Regions from separate parts of the Mus musculus genome. Here all the other regions are linked to region 3. The links are chromatin contacts, called in public Hi-C and promoter capture Hi-C maps. All regions are on one chromosome and are shown on one strand. The core of a region is the stretch at or near the end of the contact, and the rest is flanking DNA. Distances in the headings are between cores, read along the strand shown.

Region 1 (3,493 bases), core at 261-2,760, 570 kb after region 3:
CTGGCTTACGCTTTCAGAGGTTTAATCCATTATTGTCATGGAGAGTAGCAAGACTGAATCAGGGCCGACTTGCTGCTGGAGGATGGGCTTAGTTAGAGTTCTGCATTCTGAAGGCTGCAAGAAACTGTAAGTCACACACGGGCATAGCTTGAGTATATAAGACCTCAAAGCCTGTCCCCACAGAGACAATCGTCTTCCAACAAGACCACACCTCCTAATAGTGCCATTCCCTATGGGCCAAGCATTTAGACACGGCATTTAGAATTCATGCAGGCCATTTCTATTCAAACCACCACAAGGCATAAGGAGTAATTCTCTGTATTCTGAGACTCTGGCTACAGCCAGTGAAAGATAAAAGCTCCCCCCCCCCCACTCCCCAAAGAAATACAATGTAAAGAATTACTTTTTGAGGCTGGGTGTGGTGGCACATGTTTTTAATCCCAGCACTAGAGAGGCAGAGGCAGTCGGATCTCTGAGAGTTTGGGGCCAGCCTGGTCTAAACCTTGTCTCAAGAAACCAAATTTGACACAAAGGACACACACAGGCCCCCTCCAGCCTGCTTACCCCCTTTTCCTTGTCACCTATGTTACAGAACGAGTCACCTTTTCACGATTCCCAGAGAAGACAGGGTCAAATAGAACGTTCAGAACCTCGAAATGAAAACTTGATCCCTCCTACTTTCCTTCTTTTTTACTTTTTCAACAGCAGCGAGAAGTCTCACAGAAAAAGTAGCAGCAGAATGCACCCAAAGTAGTTTCAAATGCGGCAGAGAAGGGTTGGGCAAAGTGCACAACTCCTACAGTGCACGCACACTACCCGAAGAGATGGTCCACGGCCGCAGGTGAAGCCCCTAGCACCCTCCGGAGATTAGAATCATTAGTGAGCGTCCTCCAAGCCTTCGTGTCATCGTGGATAGTTTGGGGATCTGAGCTGGGGTTGGGGCTGTGCCCCTCAACAGCCGTGTCCTTTTCAGACTGCTGACCCATTTAGAATGAGGACGTCGCAGCAGAACGGGGTAAGGAACTAAATCACTGTGTCACACCTTCAAAACAGCAAATAGGTTCCCGCGTGGTGACGCTCATCTGTGAGTTCCGCTTTCAGGGGGCCGAGGCAGGAGCATCTCAGGGAATTGAAATCCAGTCTGCTCGCTGTACAGTGAAACTATGCATCCAAGTGAAGAAAATCAAACAAACCTCCCATAGACCTCGGTCTGAGTTGGTGTGGAGATCGGGAGGGAGCTAGAGGCATCCGAGTTGGGGCCACTCCGTAGAACCTGTCTCTGCAGGAGCACGGTCAACCCGGCGAGCGCCGGGACGACTCCCGCGAGACATTGCCAGGGCGCGGCGGGCGTTGCCAAGGGCAACGGCGCGGGGCTGCGCAGGCGTGATGGGGGCGCGCTCGCCTTGCTGCCGCCTCGCCTTTCCCTTTAAGCTTAGGCCAGCCGCGTCGCCGCTTCATGAATGGAACCCACGTGACCAAACATCATGTGACGTCTGAGGAGCGGCGGCGGCGGCGGATTCTGAGCCCGGTCCGGCCCGGCCTTCCCAGCGCGCTTGGCCCGGCCCGCGCAGGCGGCCAGTCCTCCTAAGCCCCCGGCCCGGACCCTTCGCGCCCGCCCCAGCCCCGCGCAGCCCCGGAGCGCGCGCGCGCGGCCCCGCCCCAGCCCCGCCTTGGCCCGCCCGGGCCCGCAGTGTGGTGAGTGCGCGGGGCTGGGGCGGGCGGCGGGGCCTGGCCTCGGGGTTGCGGCGCACCCGACGGCAGCGCGTGCCTTGGTTTCCCCGCCAGCCGGCTGTTCGCCTGTGTCCCCCTAGAGCCGGCGGACCGGGCGACCGCGAGGCTGGGGACGGGCGTGCGCGCGGCGGCGGACCCCGGGTGCCCTGCGGGGGGCGCGATTTAAGGGCGAGCTGCGCGCGTCTGCCCGGGTCAGCGGGGTGGCCGCACCGAGCTGCTGACTCATCAGGTGTCCGTCGGCTTCCGCGCGGGCGGGGTCGCGCGCGGGCCCACAGGGGAGGCGGCGGGGAGACCCTGCTGCGCGGCTTGGGCTCGCCACGCGGGTGCGAGCCCAGCGGAGACGTGCTGAGTCATCAGCATGAGGTCACTCGGTGCTCCTGCTGACGCTGGGCCAGGGCGGGGGGCCGGGGCCCGCTATCGGCCGGTCTAGTCGGGAGACAGGGCTCGATCCGGGTGGTGAAGGTCGGGCCGGGATCCGGGGTCGTGTTTAAGTTTGACAGACCTGTGAGTTGGAGGCAAAGGCTCCGAAGGAGGCATTGCAGGGGCGCGCCGCAGGTTTCTCCCGGGGTGGAAGGTAAAGCCCCGGGCGTGCGCATCCTTGCCTGGTTCTTGGGCTCCTGGCCCGGGTCCCACAACTGGGGCAGTTCCCCAAACCCGGAGACCGATCGGTGTACGCTGAGGGGAGGAGCTTAGGTGGGCCGAGCCAGCTCGTCTGGGAAGCAAGCTTTCCTTCTCTGTGACCCTGAATGGCCAGGCTTCGTCGGTCCTAGATGGGGAAGACCGGGAGGCAGGGGGAGAAGGGTCTGTGGCTTGAAAGAAGCTGGGGCAGCTCTAACCAGCTAAGGAGAGCAGAGTGTGGATCTAGGCAGCTGGTGAGAGTTTTTGAGGTGCAACCATGGAGTAGAAGATGTAGTTTTATTTATCCCAATGTTATTCCTTTCAGAAGAGTTTGGGGTCCCACTGTTGCCTGGAGTTACCAAAAAGTGTGTGTGCCCTGTTGGGTGTCTGGAGACTCTTGGGAGGTGACAGTTTTGTGGGGTGTGGCTGAATGGCTGTTTACTGACTTATCTGTCGTGAAGGTTCTTGAACTCCATCCTACTGCTTTCCTTGCCCAGGGATTCATGTCTAGACTGTGCTTACCTTGTGGTTTGTGCTAAGGGATGTCCCCTTAACCCTGAGCCCTGAGGCTGCTCATAGGTGCAGTGTTTTTTTCATTTGGTGTGGAACTTGCCCTATGAAACTTCAAGGTTCCAGAAAATTGTTAAACTCCGGAGGCACTGTGCTTCAGTGAACTTAATGTTTTCCGTTCTCTTCAAACAATGTCAGTACCTGAAGGAGAGAAGACCTACGTAGGGGGTCTCCTGCATTGAGGTTTACAGGCAAGGTTTAGCAAGGAAGGGTCACTATCTTGCTTGAGACTAATGTCCAGATTGTCTAGTGTGAGAGGACAGAGGTGCCCAAACCCCTTCTTTAAGGGTCAGCCTGAATGAGTGGTCCAGAGCCCCTTGGTGTCTTGAGTCTGTCCATAACTGTGAGTACTTGGAGGGCTGAGTTGGAGGCAGCAGGTCCAGATCAGCTTCTCTGAGCTTCTTCCTCAGGCTCTGGAAAGCTCTCTAAACTGTATCCCTCAGCACAGCTGTCCCCCCCAGAACTGTCTGCCTAGTCACTGTGTCCCTAGGTTTGCAGAAGCCAGGCAGGTAGCTGGAAGAATTGGCTTTCCTGAGACCTGCCCTTCCCCCTTAAGCACACATGCGTATAAACA
Region 2 (3,936 bases), core at 591-3,090, 630 kb before region 3:
AAAAGTAGACCACCTGCAACAAAAAAACACGCCCGGGAAATAAAGTCAGGTTACGGATTCTGTCAAAGCACGGGCACTACTGGATGCTTCAGCCTGTTGATGGGCACACTGTAAAAAGTGGAACAATTGCCTCTTCACATAAAATCTGCAGCATGCTTTCCAATGTCTCCTTCAAAATGCAAACAACTGTGAAACCCTGCCCTCCTTCACAACTGTGGAACGTGTGGCATTTTATAAATCTTGTTAGATTGCCATCTTCTCATATTTTAATATCAGTATCTCTTTAGGAAACACTGGGCTTTCAGTAAGCATTCACTTTCACTGGGGTTATATTTTGGGATTGCTGGCCCAGAGATTTATCAGACAATATGTACTTCAACACTAAGCTAGGTTTCTTATCTATAACTACCCTGAAAAAGGCTGAGCTAGCTATCTGTCTTCTAAAATAGCATGACAGACCTTGAAAGTTTTGTCTTTCATTTCGTTAGATACAAACAGGCTTTAAGGACTCCTAGGAATAAGAGGAGGGGTCACTAAAAGAAGTAATTTTCAAGTGACTTAATTAGAAAACCAAACCCTACAGCAAATGTGAAAATCAGTTTCTATACGAAATGGAATTACAGACACAGGATTTGTGTAGAGACCAGAAAGATGCCAACACATTTATGATCTCTGGCGCCATCTGTGTTCCAATAGGTTTTCACTCTAAGCACAGTACAGCATTCCCAGCTTAAATGCAAAGGTCACTTTGTCTCTGCCCTTAGTGGCCCCCCTTGCAAACCCTAACCTCCAGAATACCTCTATCTCTTCCAGGGTCAGACTGCTCTTCATGTCATTAAAATGGTCAAGAAAGTGAGTCAGCCATGCCTGGCTACGTTCACTGTCTTCGGGGTCCTCCGTCTTGAGGTAGTACAGTAGTCTCATTGCTCGGGACTCCACGAGTCGTTGACTTTTTCCAGTCATTTGACCCAAAACATTTCCCCCAAAGAAGCCCGCTAAGTAGATGAGCTGGGTGGGCGTGTTGTGGATAGGGAAGGTGAGGTCCGACAGGTTCAACGACGAGTTATGCTGCCAGGAAAACAGCAGAGGGTTGGGCGGCACGCACAGCGTCTTGTACTTGGCACACACCTCTTGGTATAGAATCTGCGTTCCATTTTCCTGGACAACTTTCAGCGCCTGCACCGCCTGGTCCAGCTTGCTCACCTCTTTGAATATTTCTGGCTCCAGCAGTGAGTTGGCGAGGGACACCACCAAGATGGATGCAAAGTTGGTCTCGGAGCTGGTCCTGGAGGCAGAGAAGCGGTAAGTGTCATTGGTACTGAAATGACCCTGCACAAAACGCCGCTCTGCCTTGGCTGGGCTGCCAATCGGTGTGTACTGCTCCTCCAGGTTCTCCTTTTCCTTGGGTAGGAAAATGAGACCGGTGCCCAGGGAGGCCGTCAGCAGTGCAGGCCCGAGCAAAAACAGCCAGGGGTTCGCGCCCACTGTGGCGCCAAAGCGTTGGAAGCCCCGCGACAGCGGTGCTTCCAAGCAGTTGGTGTGGCAGCGACGCGGCGGAGGTGCCTCCTGACCCAGCGGTGGCAAGCGCTCCAGTGGCGGCCCGGTGGTCCAGCTAGGGCCCGCCTCATCAAGTGGCACGGCTTCCAGTTGGCCTTCCAACGGTGCCTCCCGCTGCTCCTCCGCCTCTCCGAGCTCCACCTTGGACGGTGACTCCCCCTGCTCCTCCTCTCCGGGCGCCACCTTGGAGGAGATCATGTTGCCCACAGCTGTTCAGAGGAGCTGCTGCAGAGCTGTTTTCACCCCAACGGTTCAGGACCCAGGACCGTTGGTTGCTCCTGTGCCCGGATGCGGAGGCGACGGTTGGGAGCACGTGGGCGAGGCGCCCTCCTGGTGCAGATCTGTTCCAGGGTCAGAGTTAGTACCAGATCCGTCCTTGGCACAGAGCATCTCCTCACGCTCCGCCTATGGCGCATTCCCTCTACCCCTGTACTTACCAAAGCTCTCAGTGGGAGCATAAATTTAACCTTTCTACTTTGGCGGCCCAGTGGCTGGGACAACTTCACATTTACTTTGTTGTCATGTGTCCCTACTAGACGGTCAGAACCCCGAGGCTGAGGATTATTATATCTAGTTTTGCTAACAAATTTAAATGCCAAACCAGAGGAACGTAAGTATTTCTTAGAGGAAAAACTGCTTATACTACTTAAACAGTTATCTATCAATCTAAAGTTTACACAGTTCCCAATCTAAATGAAAAGTGCACCAAGACAGATTTGGGGACCATTATGAGTTAGCATCCAAAGAAGGAAGCGTTTAGATGGTTGCTTCCAGTTATTTCCTCGGAAGCCAAGTAAAATGACTGCAACCAGATAGTGTTTATTGGAGACTGGTTAAGACTACTTAACAAAGTTTCCTCTAAATGTGTTGCTTGTGTGTTTGTAGAGTCTACGAAACAGAATGAGTTGCTTTCACCACAGCAGAAGATAAGTTCTTTGGTCATTTGCTGAATTACCATGCCCATCCTGCATGTTTCTTCACCCCAAAGTAGGAAAGGCCTAACAGATTAAAGATGCTGCTCCCTCCATTTTTAAAATAAATTTAATGAGTATTAAGCTATTAGGATTACTTACAGGAGCAGGGGCAACCCACAGACAGCTATATCCCCCAAAAGACCCACCCTCCGTCAACATCGTGCTTCTTAGAGTTAGTACTTGCCTACACGAAGCTGGGAAAGGTTGGAGTATCAGGGAGAGTCAGGGGAGGGTTTTGTGAAATTCCTTCAGAGATCCAGTTAACAACCCAATTACATTCAGAACTAGGTATCTTCTGTATATTTTTGTTGATTTTGTTGCCATAACTGTAGGCTAAGATCTCCTGTGGGTCATCACAGCTGTTCTACCACATGGCAGCAGTGGATGTGTTAAGAGGAGTTACCTATCACTTTTGCTTAAGCTGGGTAGAAGAGTGGTAGATAAGGCTTTGGTTCTGGGCTTGGGGGTCTGAGGAGACCACAAAGAGAAAAGAGAGAGAAGAGGGAGAGAGGAGAAGATACCATGGGGTAGGTGAGTCATGAAAACATGGCTAGGAGGGCTGGACAATTGGAGTTAAGAGTGGCCCAGATGAAACATGCAAGTTATAACTAGGGGTTATTTATAGGAAAGTAGATACTAATAGTTTAGAAGGTTAATATCTGTCCAGCTCTAGTGCTTTAAAGACTTACTATAAATATAATGGTTTTGTATCTTTTACCTGGGAAGTGAATGATCAAAGGTGGGGTAGAAACCCCTGACTAAGATTAAATGCTTACCACCACAAAGTACACTCCAGCATCGTGACAAGTGGAATGAGAGCTGCATCCCTGAAGCTACCCAAACAACCTTCACACAGTTTGGCTAATCAGTCTCCTCTATCTGTAGCAAGGTTTTACTATACATAAAACCTTGTAGAAGTGAGGGTCTTGTGAATTTCTTTAACTTCAAAAACTTTCTGGGCCTTGCTTTATTTACTTCTTGAGCCTTTCCATATGAAGATGTTCTCCAGGATTCCTGGCAGGGGTGTGGGGAGGAGGACTGCTTACCCACATTCAACACAGCCCAAACAGAGAGGATTTAGAGTCACATACCCAAGGAGCCGGGGCTCTCTAAGATGTTTGTGAGTTAGAAAAGTTGCACAAAGCATTGCAAGGAGACTGGAGACCATCATTGGAGGACAGCAGTAATATTTTAGACTAAGTCCCAGCTGTAGCCTGTAGCCTGAAAGATGACACCACCAGCCAGGAAAAAGAATTCTGAGGTAAGAGGTAAATCTCCCCAGACTCAAACCTAAGCAAAAGTTCTACCTTGGGCCCCTACAGAAAGATGAGTAGCTGATGTCTGGCCTGCTCTTAGCTAACCTGCTATAACCTTTTCCTAGTTTCTTACTTTCAACCTTGTTTTC
Region 3 (3,561 bases), core at 930-3,429:
AGGGAAAATATCAGGGCACAGTCACAATCAAAAGCAAAAGTCAATCTCTAACCGTCCAATGTCTGGGATCCAACTCACGATCTTCTGGGCTCCTCCAAGGGCTTGGGTCACTTCTCCAGCCAGGCCCTTTGTAGCACATGTGTCATCCTCTAGGCTCCAGATGCCTGTACTCCACTGCTGCTGCTGCTCTTGGTGGTCATCTCATGGTACTGGCATCTCCAAAACACTGCATGACCCCTTCAGTCCTGGGCCATCAATTGCAACTGAGGCTGCACTTTCACCAATGGCCTTCCATGGCCTCTCACAGTGCCAATCCTCAGCTGTTCTGCTCAACTCCTTCATGCCTTCAAAACCAGTACCACCTGGGTGACTCTTACACATTACCAAGTCCAGCCACAGCACAAGGTACAACTTTGGCTATATCTGGAACACAGCCACTGTGCTCTCAGAAAACACCTCCCAGAAGATGTCACCTCAATGATGCTGGTCTCTTCTTAATCACCGCTAATTTCTTAGCTCCAGCTAACCAGCATCAATAGTCCCAGTAATGCAAAGTTTTTGCTTTAGTAGTTCTGGTATCTTGTTAATCACAGCTGATTCTTCAGCCCCAGCTAACCAGAACTACAGAATCTTCACAATCAAAACAGCAATGGCCCTGAAAAGAGTCTTTAATTTTCCCTCTGAAATTTCACAAACCAAACCTCCATCTTCTGCACTGTTCTCAACATTATCTTCCAAGCTCCTACACAACATCTGACAGAGCTCTTAACAACGAATGGATCTTCAAGCCCAAAGTTCCAAAGTCCTTCCACAGTCCTCCCCAGAACATGGTCAGGTTGTCACAGGAATACCCCACTCCTGGTACCAATTTGTCTTAGTCAGGGTTTCTATTCCTGCACAAACATCATGACCAAGAAGCAAGTTGGGGAGGAAAGGGTTTATTCGGCTTACACTTCCATACTGCTGTTCATCACCAAAGGAAGTCAGGACTGGAACTCAAGCAGGTCAGGAAGCAGGAGCTGATGCAGAGGCCATGGAGGGATGTTCTTCATTGGCTTGCCTCACCTGGCTTGCTCAGCCTGCTCTCTTATAGAACTAAGACTACCAGCCCTGAGATGGTCCCACCCACAAGGGGCCTTTCCCCCTTGATCACTAATTGAGAAAATGCCTTACAGTTGGATCTCATGGAGGCATTTCCTCAACTGAAGCTCCTTTCTCTGTGATAACTCCAGCTGTGTCAAGTTGACACAAAGCTAGCCAGTACACCACCCCACCCCCTCCTGAGGAAGGAGGATTAAAGTTTAAGACTTGCCTGGGCTATAAAGGAAGGTCAAGGCTAGACTTTGCAACTTAATAAGACCCTGTCTCCAGACTAATAAGTAAAATAAGGACTGGATTGCTTAGTGGTACAACACTTGTCTAGCATGCAGAAGGCCTTAGGTTCAATTCCTCGTACTGAAAAACAATTAAGGCAGTGGTAATTTGGAGAGATGGTGACTAGCTCCGTGATACAGCACCGGCTGCTCATTATGCCAGGAACCCTGCGATCCACCCTGGCTACTGCAAATAACAACAACAATAACCTGAAAAGGGAATAAACTCTACATATATCAGAACTGACTATAGTTTCCATTACAGTTCATTTCTGGAGGACACTGAAGCAGTCAAGATATTAGAAACAGTTTTCCTACCTTCTGTAAAATCACAAGCGATTATTAAAAAGAATTACAGAGTTGTGCATCCAGTTGCATGATTTCACCTGCTCGTCCTGTGCAAGGACTCAAAAGTCCTAGCCTTAGGAACCACACCCCCCCTACGCTCGCCCTCAATCCCCAACCCTGCCCGACCTGCCACTCTCAGGCAGTTCAAAGTCCCTGACAGGCTTCTCAATGCAGCTCTCGGGGCCGGGGAAAGGAGAGGGCGGCGGCCGTAGGAGACAGGTCATCCGGGCCCAGCACAATCGGTGGCTGTGGGCTTGACTCACCCGCGTCGCCGCCGCAGCCCAGCTACAGGAGAAGACAGAATTCCGCAGGTGCCTCAGGGTTGCAGTGCCAAGGGCCGAGAAGGCTCCGCCTCCCCCCACCCCACCCCACCCCCGCCACCGCTCGGCCTCCGATTGCTCTCGTCTGGCCGTGAGCCGGACGAAGACCGAGCGCGTCGCTCCCGCGTCCCGACCCCGTTCCCGCCTCGCTTTCGCTGTCGCAGCTATTGCCCCGAGTTTGGTGGCTCTCGTGTCGTAGCTGGCTCTGCGACGGCTGGGCCCGATGGCGCCTCAGCGGAGGGGACCACCCAGAATTCCCGAGGGAAGTAGTGCTGCAGAGCGCCGGCGCGCGACCAGGTAGCGGGATCCTTAGGGACCGGGAGGCCGCGCGCCACAGCGGGCGGAGCCTGACTGGTGTGTGTGGGCGTGGCCACTCCGAGGGCGGGGTCGGAGGGAGGCAGAGCGTGGTCTTGATTGCTGTGTCCTTGGCAGAGTGAGGCGTGGCCATCCCAGGGGTGGGACCTAACAGGGGTGGGACGTGCTCATGACAAGGCGGGGTCTGACTCGTGTCTGGGTTGGTCCCTGGCTAGAGGTGACAGGTGGGACCAGCCCTACTGAGACTTGAGCAGGCTTAATTTAGAGAGAGGGCGTGGTAGTGTGGGCGTGATTGATGTGTTGGGGCGTGACTTGGTTAGTGTATCCTGCGGCATCCTTTCTATAGTGAAAATGTCCACGTGGCTGCCCACCTCCAAGCTCTGCACAGAGGCCCTGCCCACAGGAAACCTCTTCTTGGAGTCGAGCTGCATTCAGTCACGTGAACAGGTTTCTCTCGCTAGGGACCCTTTTTGAGCCTTTAGGACTCCCCACCCACTACATGGTCTGTCTCCTCACATCTCTGCTGGTTACCTCATCCCAGCCTTTCACACCTCACCTATCCAAAACTGGCCTTGTGAGCCTCTGTCAAACCCACACCTGAAATGGTAACTAAGAAACGGAGTCCTTAGGGACAGGGACCTAACTCTGACAATTCTGCATGTATTTTGAGACCTTTCCTGGACAGCAGAGCTCAGCCACTCTAGTTATACACACAGAAGTGTAGAGACACAGACACAGCTTCATCAGGGACCGGACCACACAGACCTGGGTCGTAGAGGAAACTTACACATATCATTTCTGACATTCTTCTGTGCTCTTTCTGGCTCCAGGTTTATGATTTGAGTTAAGTAGATATGCTTCATGTACGCTGGTTTACGTACACATGTGTTCGTGTAGAAACACAGGCTTGGGATGGGGCAGTCATATATGGATGCATGAGTGATCAGAGACTCACATGCCCTGACAATCCTCCAAATAGGTGCTCTGTGGGCTGGACAGAAATTACCTATGGTCAGCCCACAATTTTTTTGCCCATTGAAGCACATATTCAGCCCTGTCTGGTCAGAGAAGACAGGTCCATATACTGCCTGGGAAGCTCTTCTGAGGGGTGGTGATGGTGGGCATCCTGATAAGCTTGAGTTGTGGATGGAAGTAGATGCCCTACTTCCCACCAGCTGCCTCATAATTAGCTTACAAGTACTTCC

What was found. Promoter capture Hi-C pulls out the DNA fragments that hold promoters and counts their contacts. Hi-C and Micro-C count contacts between places; a contact is called where the count stands out from the background.
Region 1: a Hi-C map of regulatory T cells shows a contact between it and region 3, with 5 times the contacts expected there. The contact joins the promoter of Mafg here to the promoter of Ogfod3 in region 3. A contact is called at or near these places in 2 of 39 promoter capture datasets (cranial neural crest and liver), 3 of 484 Hi-C or Micro-C datasets (B cells, embryonic stem cells and regulatory T cells), 1 of 115 datasets of contacts at active chromatin or transcription factors (pancreatic cancer cells) and 1 of 9 other capture datasets (pancreatic islet).
Region 2: a promoter capture Hi-C map of embryonic stem cells shows a contact between it and region 3, with 2.7 times the contacts expected there. The contact joins the promoter of Ptchd3 here to the promoter of Ogfod3 in region 3.

The regions. Positions count from the first base shown.
Region 1 is chr11:120,631,564-120,635,056 of GRCm38.p6, reverse strand. It overlaps Mafg (v-maf musculoaponeurotic fibrosarcoma oncogene family, protein G (avian)), which reads left to right and starts at 1,510. Exons shown (of 3, transcript NM_010756.3): 1 at 1,510-1,695. It overlaps Gm17586 (predicted gene, 17586), which reads right to left and starts at 1,307. Exons shown (of 3, transcript NR_165823.1): 1 at 565-1,307.
Region 2 is chr11:121,828,122-121,832,057 of GRCm38.p6, reverse strand. It overlaps Ptchd3 (patched domain containing 3), which reads right to left and starts at 1,840. Exons shown (of 4, transcript NM_029049.1): 1 at 799-1,840; 2 at 1-13. The coding sequence starts at 1,755.
Region 3 is chr11:121,203,266-121,206,826 of GRCm38.p6, reverse strand. Ogfod3 (2-oxoglutarate and iron-dependent oxygenase domain containing 3) reads left to right here and starts at 2,179. Exons shown (of 9, transcript NM_025402.2): 1 at 2,179-2,338. The coding sequence starts at 2,265. It also overlaps a transcript of Hexdc not described here.